Linked DNA regions of Zea mays: region 2 is linked to region 1. Evidence: chromatin contacts called from public Hi-C data. All regions are on one chromosome and are shown on one strand. The core of a region is the stretch at or near the end of the contact, and the rest is flanking DNA. Distances in the headings are between cores, read along the strand shown. Region 1 holds the start of LOC100383610. Region 2 holds the start of LOC100381804.

Region 1 (5,811 bases), core at 2,341-4,840:
GTGATTTGCACTCTGCACACATAACATGAGCGTGCTTATGTATGGTACATGTACAAGCTGCTATTGGCTGCGCAAACGATGAAGTTTTCTGCCGGGTGCCATGCTAGATGCTTCACCTTGGACGCCATGTTGCACGAGACTTGTTCCTTGCCGTCTGACCTCGGATGACCATCCTGACCTGCGCGACGAGAGAATTTTCCAGGGCACGCTATGAGGAGCTCAGTGATAAGGTAACCTCTTGGCCGAGAGCCCGAGACATAGCTCGAAGCCTCAACACGCATGAAAAGCTTGGCAAAAATAGATCTCCGTCCCCCCCAACCTTTTCTATGAACTCCGAGAGAGAAATTGCTAAGCAGCGCTGGGATCTTCGTAGGAGCATGTAATTGTATCCTGCGGCCAGAGTGCAAGGTTCAGTAGACCGAAAACCCGTATCCATTCTGTTCATGTATTGGTCATGAACTTTGCGCTGTTGGAGTTTGATGTTGCTTTGCAGCAAACCACAGCCATACAAGAACTTTGTATGGCATGAAAACTTTGGAGTTTGGTCTTATTCAGACAAACAGCGCGCTAGATCGTTCTCTCGGAATGAGGAGACCAAAAAAATAATAAAAAAAGAAGCAGTAGTAACCGTTGATGCGATGTACCTGTAAGGGTTGGTGCTGGCCTCCAACGTAGCGCCGCATGTCTGCGCAGCGGCACGGGAGAAAACTCTGAAGGTTTTGCTGCTCATCGTAGTAAAGAACCGTAAGAAAGGTGATCGAGTGCCCAAGAAGGCAGGACGGATCACAGTAGACCAGTGTTATAGCGCGTCTCAGTAGAAGAAGAAACTAAAAACCTGTAAGATCCGGTAGCGAAGTAGGCCCCGTCGTTGCTGGCGCAGCAGCCGAACCTGTCGAAGATGTAGTCGTCGGTGTACAGCTCCGACAGCTGCAGCACCAACAGACAAAGCAACAACATTTTTTTTCTCTGAAAAATTTACCATCTTCTCTTTGATGCCAAAAGGAGATTCTGAAACATTTTTTGTTTCGGTGACAACAAATTGTGAGCGTACGTACGTACGTACCTTTGGGCGAAGGAACTCGTGGACTTTGTACGTTGCGACGGGTGAGGTTTCCACGCGCAGGTCCCAGAGCTGCAAACAGCGAGGCTTCAGGGTGAGGCGTTGTTGACGCATCGCTGCTTGCTGGTCACAGGTAGGCCGTAGCTGCATAGTTAGCACTGGGCACCAATGGAGATTACAGCACCTTGAGGTTCATGTAGTCGCGAGTCAGAAGGTGTTCCCCGTCGCCTGTGAACTTAAGGTCGGTGATGCAGGAGATTATCTCACTGAAAAATGTGCTGGGCTGAGGGCGGTTCTCGCGGTCCTGGAACCTGTTCATTCAGTAAGCGACAGTTTCAAAAAAAAAAAATGAAAGAAAGAGCGCACACACGCGTGGTGCGTGGAGAGTTCAATTGGAGGGTTGTTGCAGAAGACAGAAGTCACTCGCATTCTCACGCTGTGGTCGCACAGCGCCGATCGCCGCAGATCGACCAGCCTGACGAGGCCGCTGGAGCTGCCGTAGGCCAGCATGCTGCAGGACGACGGGTGGAACTCGGCCGTGGTGATCACCTCTGCTTCATCATCATCACCCAACCAACACAACACTCGGAATCTCGGATGTAATGTAATGTAAGTGCCAGTGATCGCTGCGGCTTTCACAAACTGGAGGACAGCATATGCTAGTATACCACTCCTACGTACGTACGTACGTACGTCGGTGGGTAAGGAAGGACAAGAAGAAAAACAACGAAATCACCTACGAGGTCCTCCATGTCCGCGGGCTTCATGTCCACGATGTTGAAGCACTGGCGCGTCACCTCCGCATGCCACAGGTTGATCCGCACGTCGTCCGCGGACACCAGCGTCTCCCCGTCACTGTACATGAACGAACGAACAAGCATCGTCATCGGCTCATCGCCTCTGCCAACAACAGAGAACCAGCAGCGGCGCTCAGGAGCGGAATGAACCTAGAGCGTTTGCCTACCAGTTGGTCGAGACGGAGTGGATGTTGAACTCGTGAGCGCGGCCGAAGACTCTCCGGCATTTCGCAGAGTAGCCGTCTCCGACATCGCCTGCTGCCTGGCCACAAAGTCACACACAACAGCAACAGTGTACGAAGTCGTAAATTACCATAGTGCTAGTGCGTCGATCAAACTGAGCAATGCTGCAGAGAGCAAACCTTTTCAGGACGTTCGTCAGGCTCTGCAGACGAACAGCCCCTCGGCAGTTTCGTGGCTGCCGACAGCGCCGCGGTGCCCCAACTCGGCCGACCGTTCCCTTTCTTCGGCGCCTCCGCCTTGTGTTCGGAGACCTGCCCTGGAGCTACAGAACCCGTTACACCACATGTTCCCATGGAGACAGGCGACAGCAAGCATCGACGCATTTGCGTTGGTTCGATACCTTCCAGAGCTTGACCGTGCGGTCGTTCGCGGCGAGCATGAGCAGGGAGCTGTTGGGCCGCGCGCACCACCTCACCTTCTTAATCCTCTCGCTGATGTCCAAGCTGTCCAGCACGTCGAACTGCGCCAGCAGGGAGGGATCAAGGTCAGCAACAGAATGCGTGCACTAGGATATACAGTACGTGCTTCGCGGTGTATTTTGTATCTGATTATGTTTGAACTGCTTTTGTGAACTTTGTCTAGCTGTATGTAGACGGTTTATAGTTGTGTTGTGGCCTGAACAGGTTGTTTTCTGTGATGTAACCCTTCCAGGTTAAGCTCTAGTGCTTATCTGGATGTGGGTAAAACGTTTGTATTTCTGTTATGCAACTAATAGAAATGGAGTGATCTCGGGAAAAAAATATATATATACAGTACGTACAATACAATTCACCCTGCTGCTCGTCTGAACAAACAATAGGGTTGGTGGCTCACCTCCCGTTCGTGGCTCTGGAACTCCGTCGCGTAGCTGTACCTCGGCGGCGGCGCTCCGGCACGGTCCGTGCGCTCAAGCTCCGCGCGAGGCCGCGCCTGCAGACGTGCGTAGGGAGGAAGCCCCGCGTCAGTCACCCCGTGGCCGCAAGAAGCACGAATTAATTAGCTAGCACCGGGAAAGCTAGCAGGACGCTTACGTCGTCGCCGTCGCCGTCGGTCCTCCGGAAGAGGATGACGCGCCCGGCGTTGTCGCCGCCGGCCAAGTACTCGCCGCGGCCGTCGAACTCGATAGCCGAGATTTCGTCCGCTGAAGCACATGCACAGACCGATCAGTCCAACGACCAACATGCGGATAGCTCTCTGAATGTTTGAGTTTGCAGGCAGAGATAAATACCATCGTCGTCGTCCTGCGGACGGGGAGCGCCGTCGCGGCGGGCTTCGGCCGCGGGCGGCAGTTCGCCGAGGACCTGGGAGAACTTCCACTGGGGAAGCCGGAACGGCTGCGCTTCTCGGAGGCCAGGAGACGACGGAGAAGAGGTGGCCGGCGAAGGGGCTACGGACCTCGTCCTCCTCCGCCACCTGCCGCTGTTGCTCATGGCTGCGCCTGCGCCGTACAGGGTAGCACACTAGCTAGCGATCCTCTGTTACGATTACTCACGGGGCCGGAATGCACTTGTGGCGCTGCACATTTTCGCGCGGCCGTGCAGTGATACGGTGGAAATGGTGCTAGTCCGGTTTCTCGAGCATCCGTGGCCACTCGCCTGTTGTTATCGTCTTCTGTTATTTCTCGCACTTCTTTTTTTCTATTATATATATATATAGTCTTCAAAGTTTATACTGCATGTAATCTGAACCCACCCAAACATAAGCAATGCTCCTGCTAACTTTTCAAAACTAAAAAAATCAGATTTTGTAAACAGCCCTGCTAAAAATAAAATAAAGGTACAGCTGAACAATCTTAGGTAAAGAAACTACAAACTGGAACTGGATTCCTGTAAGTGGGACACTCTGCTTCAGTACGTCTTACAAAGAATTCATCGTCCCTATTATTTTAACCAATAGATAGATAAGTAACGTAATCCTAGTTATATATAATGGCTACAGCAGGTTCCGATGGTTCGTACTCAGTCCGTACGCTCTACACTTCATGTGATTGACCTCCATTCTATTCATGGTTGTACGAATAAAGAACTTGACCAACGCTTCAACAACAGCGAAAGAACAAAACTTCGCTAGCCATGTGTTCCACAAGTTGATTGGTTAGCTGCTAAGGTGTCATTTGTATCCGGTTCCCAAATGGTGGCATTGCTAGTCCAGCAATGAGAATAACGGAATCCCCTTCGCATTGAAACTAGAACATTTCACTACTAGTTCCTGTCCAACTTCAAATTCCTTTAGGCCATTTGCCTGCAAGAGATGCTCCAGAATTTCAGTTACCAATGTTCATTGGGAGTATTGGGGGGAGGATGCAACGGTTAAGAATATAAGAATATAGTGTGGCCATTGAGAAGGTGGAGTACAGGGATGAAAAACTGTGTTGCTAATAGCAGTATGAACAAAAAAGATGGCTTGTTTTCTCAAAAGTTTGTACGAAATTACCTCAAATTTATGCATTCCACGCACACCATCACTCAACTCAAGTACTAGTCCATAGGCTCGAATCTGGTAGACCTTTGCTGTAACTACATCACCCAACTTCATTGCCCCAGATTGGAATTTCGTGGGACTCTGATTCTGGTCAGAAGTGTTGTCAGCACTCTGTTCTGGAACATCAGAACCACTGGTTTCTAGTCCATTACTCACAGATTCCTCAATCTTTACTTTCTTAGTTTTCTTGGTAGTGGCACCTGTAGCTTTCTTAGCGGTAGCTTTCCTAACATCATGGCATTCGCTGGCTGGTTTATTTGGTCTAGGAGATGACTTTGCAACCTTCGCCCGCTTCTTAGAACCATTTGCATCATCTTGAGCATCACAGTCAGCAGCACTTCGAATTATAACTGAAGGAGTCGAAAATGCAGCTGCCTCCTCAGTTGTGCCATTTTCATGTTCGGTACTTGATAGCTGAGCATCAACATCCACACTACTCATGTTCTCCACAGCAGCCCAACCAGTAACTTCACTTGGCAAAGGATCCTTATTTTTCAAATCCTTCTTGATACGTGGTTGGGGTAAGGTTGCTTTAAGTGAAAGTTTAATGTTACCCCGCATGTCCTGTCCAATGCATCTCAGAGAGAGAGATTGCCCAAGAGTTACAACATCCGAGACTTTCGTAACCTGCACAAAGAACATAGAAAAAAACAGAAAGAATAATTTAAAACTAATGAAATGCTGGTATATTAGTATTCAATCTAATATGTTCTGATGGGGTTGGTAAAACAGACTTTCACTCAATATAACGAAGATACAGAAAAAAAAATGAGCCAGTAGCTCTACGAAGGAAACTTCAAAGTATTTGAGCAAATATTTAACTGCCTTTAACAAGAAGCCAACAAATGTAGACTTTGTACTGGGAGATTCAAACACAGCTGAAAATCAGAGATAATATTGACAATCTATTTCCAGATATCAGTCAGAATAATCTTAAAAAATAGAACACAAACCCTGTTCAACCTCAATCCCTCTATTACAGAATTTCAAGAGAAATACCGGTTGATGTGACAACTCCGAAATATGAAGTAAGCCTTGTTGTCCACCATTGAACTCCACAAAAGCGCCATACTCCTTAATCGAAGAAACAATTCCTTTGTATGTACGACCAACTTCAATTTCACGTCCCACGAGGAACTCAACCTACAGCGGAGAAAAGTTTAGTATCTATTAAACGAAGTTTTTTCCCTTTGAAGCACTTGCACTTTTGACATTCTGTTATGAATCATAGTTCAAAGGGGGATAAACAGC
Region 2 (6,608 bases), core at 2,817-5,316, 850 kb after region 1:
CGAAGGGCATTGATCAATAACCCCTTTCTGTGTTGCCTTGTCCTTAATTCATAGCATTTGAGAACAAGTCCCCAACATGACGGAATATCAAATTCCAAGCCAAATAGAATACTTTATTAAGTAAATTTTAATTCCTTCAAAATAAATAGATCCATACGACCCATAGCTAAATTGCTAAGTTCATGGAGTAGAACCTATTTCAGCCCAGACAAAAGGGTCGAAATGGACCGTTATATATTTTATGTTGAAGACAGGCATGCATGTAATTATCTAGTTGCGGACAATCTGAGGATGTCAATGTAAAACTCCATTGGTGTGTTTGCAATAATACGATATTGACACAAGCATGACAGTAAAACGACAACAAGCAACCTCAGTTCAGGGATCAGACATTCACAATTCTTGGGCATTCGTTTCATTGTTGACTCGCCTACGATAAAACTAACACGGGAAGTTTATCTCCCACACCATTCCATTCATCTAGAACCCCTGCTTCATCCTGTCCTCGTACCTGTTCTTCTCATCCTGAAAACAAAACGCTCAGAATGTCACTCATAAGTACCATGCATGTCGTACATGTCATCAAGAGATGGACGTTCAGGGTCGAAAATGAATATGAATTGGAGGATGGTCCAATACAGTAATTTCTAGGGAGAAGAACACCTGACCCAAAGTAAACAACTAAAGGCAAACAATTAAAAGGCAAAACTCCGGCGATGCCAGGTAATCAGCAAGATATGGTACAGAGATCTAGTCTAGTTATCCCCTAGTAACAACTAGCAAATGACCTAACTAACAGGACAATCACCACTCTGTTAATGCATATTCAATTTGAACGTCATTCAGATTTTTATATTATGTTCCAAGGTACAAAGGATGTTGTCACTTAGCTGAAGATGCAGAAAATTAGAACTAATAAATCGAGACACCACTCTATGGTCTACTCTCCGTAGTGTTTCAAATGTAATCATGTTACTGTCAGATGGTACAACACCAATAGGCAAATGTGCACGCCTAGGATACTGGAGACATTTCAAGCATCTATCTATACTGGGGGTGGGGGTAGGGTAAGGTTCACCGAAAATAAATAACAATACTCTGTAATTTTCCCAAATATTTCATGTCAAGCTACAACCAAATACCATGAATTATTCGACGTCCAAATTAATTACTCTCAACACACGAGTTTTTTTAAAATAAAGCACCCCCTCAAGCACAATGCACAAACTCACACCGACTTGTTCTCCATCATGAATCAGTGCAAACTAAATTTACCTCACGTAGCACTATACTATGGCAGAATGTCATGCCATGCAACCAGGAAGAATAAACTATTCCCTCCTTGCCTTTATGATCAGCACATAAGAGAGGGACACTGAGACTGAGAGAGACCAAGGCTGGCTAATCACTCATGTTTATCTGCAGCTAGCGACGGTGCAAAACATTAATTTCACGTCAGAAATCATTTCTTTCCCGTGTACAGCACAATCCTCTTGCATGGAGAACCACTGGAACAATAGAAGAACACTAACGTAAATCAGTAAGGGAACTTGCATTGGAGCTAGAACCCAAGTGGCCAATGCCACATTTACGCTGATAAGGCTCCGTCCATGACAAAATGATGATCACTTGGTACAGTTTTTTTCCCTGGTATGATTATGAAAAGGGGACGGAGGGAGTAATAACAAAATTTCCTGAATGAAATTTAAGAAGTTTTTTTTCTAGTGTACCAAAGAATAACTTGACAACTAGCATGCAAATAGCATAGGAACACGTGGACGTACCGGAAAGTGGAAAACATCAATTTACCATTTAGATTTTTGTGAGACGTTGCTTAAGTGCTTTGTTTTAGAATCTAAGGTTGGTTGCATTCAAAAAAGAAGGTAAGATTGGCACTTAACAACACTGATTCTGTGGCAAATGCATCATGAACAGAAAAAATTAACATGCCCAGGCCTTTGGTGCTTGCTACTTCAGAGTTCAAACATCTTTTTTAAGCAAGAATAAAAGAACTATCCTTTGAACATGTCTGTACTAGCAAACAAAGCCGATACTTTTTTCTTGAAAACGCAGAAGAGCTGTTTTCTTTGTATTAACAAGAAAAAAGCAGACACTTCCCCTCCCAACAAATCTATCAAAATTACTGCCACATTCATGTCAAATCAAGCACTTTTTCCTACAGAAACAATACTTTATACAAAACATTCTTAAATACATTACACCCACAGAACCACACAGTCTGCCTTGCTATGTACCACTGGTTAATGCTAACTAAAACTTTTCGTTGTTTAGCGATACAAAATTGCACAAAGAAATGCCATGCAACCTGAAAAAAAACAAGAGTCGAAACTAACATTTACAAAGAGAGATCCCAAAGAACTTTTCCTAGTAGGACTAAAGTAGCGAGATACTTCTTGGAAATAAAAAGAGATTCAAATGAACTTAAGGGTATCAGTTTGACGGGAGAGTGAATATGCAAATTTTGCCAAAGGCATTCCTGTGTTGAACATCTAGTAGTTCATCAAGTAGTCCATAGTTCACATCTTTGTATCATAAAGTAGAAAAGGTTCAATGATGGTCTGTTGGTGTCTGTAGCAGCATTGTCAAATGGACAAAATGAGGTAGGAATATAGTCACAAATTCAAGGTATGAAGTCATGTATAGAGCCAACCCCTTAATTTGATACAATTAGCACAAATTTGAGGTATGTGATTATGTATAAAATCTAATTCTTGATTGATGCAATCAACACATGTAAAATTCAATTGCATGGCCAACATTACAGTCGCAGTTAAATAAAAATGGAAGAAAAACAAGTTAAACTATTCCTCCTCATTTTGTTCTCACTGGTCCATGGCATAAAGGTGCATTTGCTGAAAATTGTAACTAGCAATTAGAGTAAATATCAGAAAGACCTCTAACCTCAAAAGCTTGCTTAAGGTACTCAAGCTCTTTGTCTAGATCATTGATAGCCTGGGTGTAGGCCTGCGTCGGGGAGGACTGGCTCGTTGTGTGGATTTGTCGTACACAAATAAATAACTAATTAACTGGGGAACTAGCTCAATGAATCAGTATAAAAAAGGGAAAACACAAATGGAACTTGAATCATACCCTAACAATGATCTTGTACTGGAGTGGGTGAGGGAGCTTATACCCGGCAAAGAGAACATTTGGGTCTCTGTGCAACTGCCTGTATCATGTCAACCAAACAAACCATAAGATGGGAAGCGTTAAAGAAAAGAAATTAAATTGTACTTACATGCGGAGGATATTGCCTACAGTGTGATCCTCGCGTTCGACAGTGAATGATGCAGCATTCACAATCTTTGTATCCCTCTCTTAGGACACTCTGCATTGATAATTATCATCAGTTCATCAGGAGCACAACCATAACCTACAACTAATCACAAAATGAGCAAGTGCGATAGAAGGCCTCAGGTGGGTCCATAAAATTAAAAGGATTGCACAAGCGTGAAATGATCAGAAACAAGAGAAGTGTCACAGTTCCATAGCTTAATGCCAAAAGATTCACTTAACATAACTCGCAGAACTGTTTTTAATAACAACAAGAGAATTGTAGGCGTTGCTTGAAACATACGTCTCACTTCCCAGAGTCATGAACAACGAAAATCAATTGAGTCAACGATTGCATGCAGGTAGACAGTAGTCCAAGTATGGTGAATGGCTCACTTCTTGGTGCCCTCTGGCACAACGAAACGCTCATAACGGTCAGGGGCATTCATCTCCTGTTAACTCTTTGCTCCTGTCTCTTCAGTAGCTGCAAGCGCAGGGTCCGGGCGTGAACATCCGATATTTTTTTGCGAAAAAATCTAAGTTACTAGATGCACTTGCAATTAGATCCAAACCGACTACAAATTCGTGGGACCCTTCTCCGGCAACGAGCACCCATCAGGTACGCCCGACCGTTCTATTCCCTTTCTGTTGTGCAAAACCGAGCACCCAAAGCTATTAGATTTTTTCGCAACCCAGCCCATCCCGTATACAGTATACCCCAAGTGGCCCAACTAGCCCACGTATATCCTCCAAACCTAACCCTAGCAACACATTTCGCTCCCCACAGCGGCGGCGGCCACAGCCACACGTTCTCGCGCGGGATCTAATTCCAAACAGCACTGCCCTTGCTTCTACCGTTCCCCAAGTGCGCTCCCTCTCTCGCCATCCATCTCGTGCACGACTGGGCAACCGTTGCCGCTGTCGAGGTGCCCAGGTCTTCATCGGTCCCTCGTCAGTTCTTCTCCGGCCCTTCGCCGCCGACAAGCTCCGCCAGGTACGCCCACCATTCTCTTCCGTCCATGCTTTGCGATGGTGAGCACCCACTACCCAAACCCTAACTGGATCTGTCAAGTGTTTACATGTATTTTGCCTACTAACTTCGGTTTTTTTAATTATCGGTGTACGTCTATGCCGTTTACTGCATTCACCTCTGCTCGTTTGTTTGATTCAGTTGAGCAGTGACATCGTGAGCTTATATGCTAGTGTAGCTTATTGGTGTTTCAAGCAATGTATGTCAAATATCTAGATTAGCAATTTATAAACCACGTAAAACCGTGACAGTATCATAATGGCATAAGAGGTTCTTTTATTTTGTTTGAACATTCTAGTCAGAGTAAGTTATGTGTCTGTTTTCTGCATGCTGAAGGTTATACTCAAACCACTTGTGAAATGGCTCTCACCCTATATCTTTCTTTAGAGCATCTCCAACAGAGTGCCCTAAAATAATGCCCTAAAAATTAAATTTCTATCTCATTTAAAAAGTATAGGGCACAAAAAATAGTTCACACTCCAACAATAAGCCCTAAAGTAAGGCAAATAACCGTGAATCGGTTTTTTTCCGTCCATTTGCCGCGAACTTTTCCCGCCTGTGAGCCTTTGGCGCCTATTTTCCCACCCGCGTTCATCTTCCCGGCGACGGCGCGACCCCAGGTTCTATCACATCGCCATCAATACCTCTACCACAAATCAACCTCTCTGTTTTGATAGACGTTTGCCCACACAGGTACTACATCTACAGCGCCACAGGTACTACATCTTCCCTGTGTTTTCTATTCAAGTATTCAGCCATGCGCCCATGCCTTTGTCGTCGTTATTTAGCCATGCCTGTGTACATCTGCCGCATTGTTTTATTCTCCCACGCAACTGAGCAGATTATTTAAACAAATCAGTCAAACGCACATGATCAGTTACATAAATCCATTCACTTAAGCATGTACATGTACTGGTTATTAAACTCTGATAGGCTTGTTATTGGTGAAGCCCCAGAAGTTTCCTATACAATTAATGGACACAACTACGACATGGGCTATTACTTAGCAGACGGGATCTATCCTTCTTGGTCGACTTTTGTGAAAACTAAGAAGCCTGCGGCTAATTTGAAAGATAAAAATTTTGCTAAAGCACAAGAGTCACAAAGAAAAGATGTCGAACGTGCATTTGGAGTATTACAGGCTCGCTTTGCCATTGTTCGAGGACCTGCGCGGCTTTGGGATGAAGCTACACTTCGCGACATTATGACAGCCTGTGTAATCATGCATAACATGATAATTGAAGATGAACCGGTTGACGACAAACTAAACGACATTGATCTGACAAATGTGGTTTCACGAGCAGGAACTGGGAAGTTTTCTTCTTTTGTTCAGATGCGCGAAGAAATCGAGAATGGTCATAGTCATCGTCAACTCCAGGAAGACCTGATTGAACACCTATGGGAGCGGCGCGGACACATGAACCATCAACAATAATTCATTTTATGTTTCAGCAATAGTCATCGTCAGTAGCTTTATGTTTCAGCAGTAGCTTTATGTTTGAGCATCTTGTGTAGCTTTCTGGACACATGAAGCAGCAACAATAAATCATTTTATAGTCTATGAGCACATATGTTTGCTTTAATTTCAGTAGCACATATGTATCCTTGCACCTTTGTTACCTTCAGAAACGAAAATGCATACTAACAGCATACTAACATCTTTCAGGTCACATGTTTCAGACACTATTATTGAACTAAAATGCATACTGACAGCAGTATATAAAGAAAACCAAACTAAACCAGTAAACAGAGCATAACCAAAAAACATCTATGGTTGTGGACTCCCAAAACGTCGAGCTAAAATCTCCTGTTTCAGTAACTTGAAATACTGTTTGGCCTCATCATCCATCCCACTTGTGTCAGTTTCCATCACCTTTTTGTCATGCTGATCTCTTTCAAGGTCTAGCTTTTGCTTCTCCATCTCTTTTTCAAGTTCAAGCTTATGCTTCTCCAGCTCCAAGAACATGTCATCACGTGCCTTCCGATTGTTGTCTGTCTGCACTCTTGATTCTCTAATTTTTTTCATTTCTTCAATGAATGGATCATAATCATTGTCTTCCCTCTTTCTGGCCCGCAAATTTTCCTTCTCAGCCTTCCTTCCAAGAGGTCTAGAATTGTTAATGGTGCCACCGTCAGTACCATTTTCAGCATCCAAATTTGAGACCATAATGGGACTTTTTATTGATGTCCACTTTGGCTCGTGCCTAAGAACTTTGGCTTCGTCCTGCAATAGCGTCTTTGCTAACATTTAGATAAGCCGACACAAGCAACATGTCCTCCTCTT

The links. Hi-C and Micro-C count contacts between places; a contact is called where the count stands out from the background.
Region 2: a contact with region 1 is called in a Hi-C map of tassel, with 2.9 times the contacts expected there. The contact joins the promoter of LOC100381804 here to the promoter of LOC100383610 in region 1. A contact is called at or near these places in 4 of 25 Hi-C or Micro-C datasets (ear, endosperm, leaf and 1 more).

Annotation. Positions count from the first base shown.
Region 1 is chr5:188,226,922-188,232,732 of Zm-B73-REFERENCE-NAM-5.0, forward strand. It overlaps LOC100383610, which reads right to left and starts at 3,591. Exons shown (of 14, transcript NM_001362098.1): 1 at 3,308-3,591; 2 at 3,111-3,220; 3 at 2,914-3,009; 4 at 2,441-2,560; 5 at 2,220-2,351; 6 at 2,025-2,119; 7 at 1,797-1,915; 8 at 1,488-1,611; 9 at 1,245-1,371; 10 at 1,064-1,132; 11 at 836-927; 12 at 645-722; 13 at 320-390; 14 at 1-178. The coding sequence starts at 3,509. The coding sequence ends at 36. LOC100279772 reads right to left here. Exons shown (of 16, transcript NM_001352971.1): 14 at 5,560-5,703; 15 at 4,513-5,187; 16 at 3,874-4,320. The coding sequence ends at 4,222.
Region 2 is chr5:189,076,440-189,083,047 of Zm-B73-REFERENCE-NAM-5.0, forward strand. It overlaps LOC100381804, which reads left to right and starts at 4,067. Exons shown (of 2, transcript NM_001361316.1): 1 at 4,067-4,288. It also overlaps the pseudogene LOC109939581.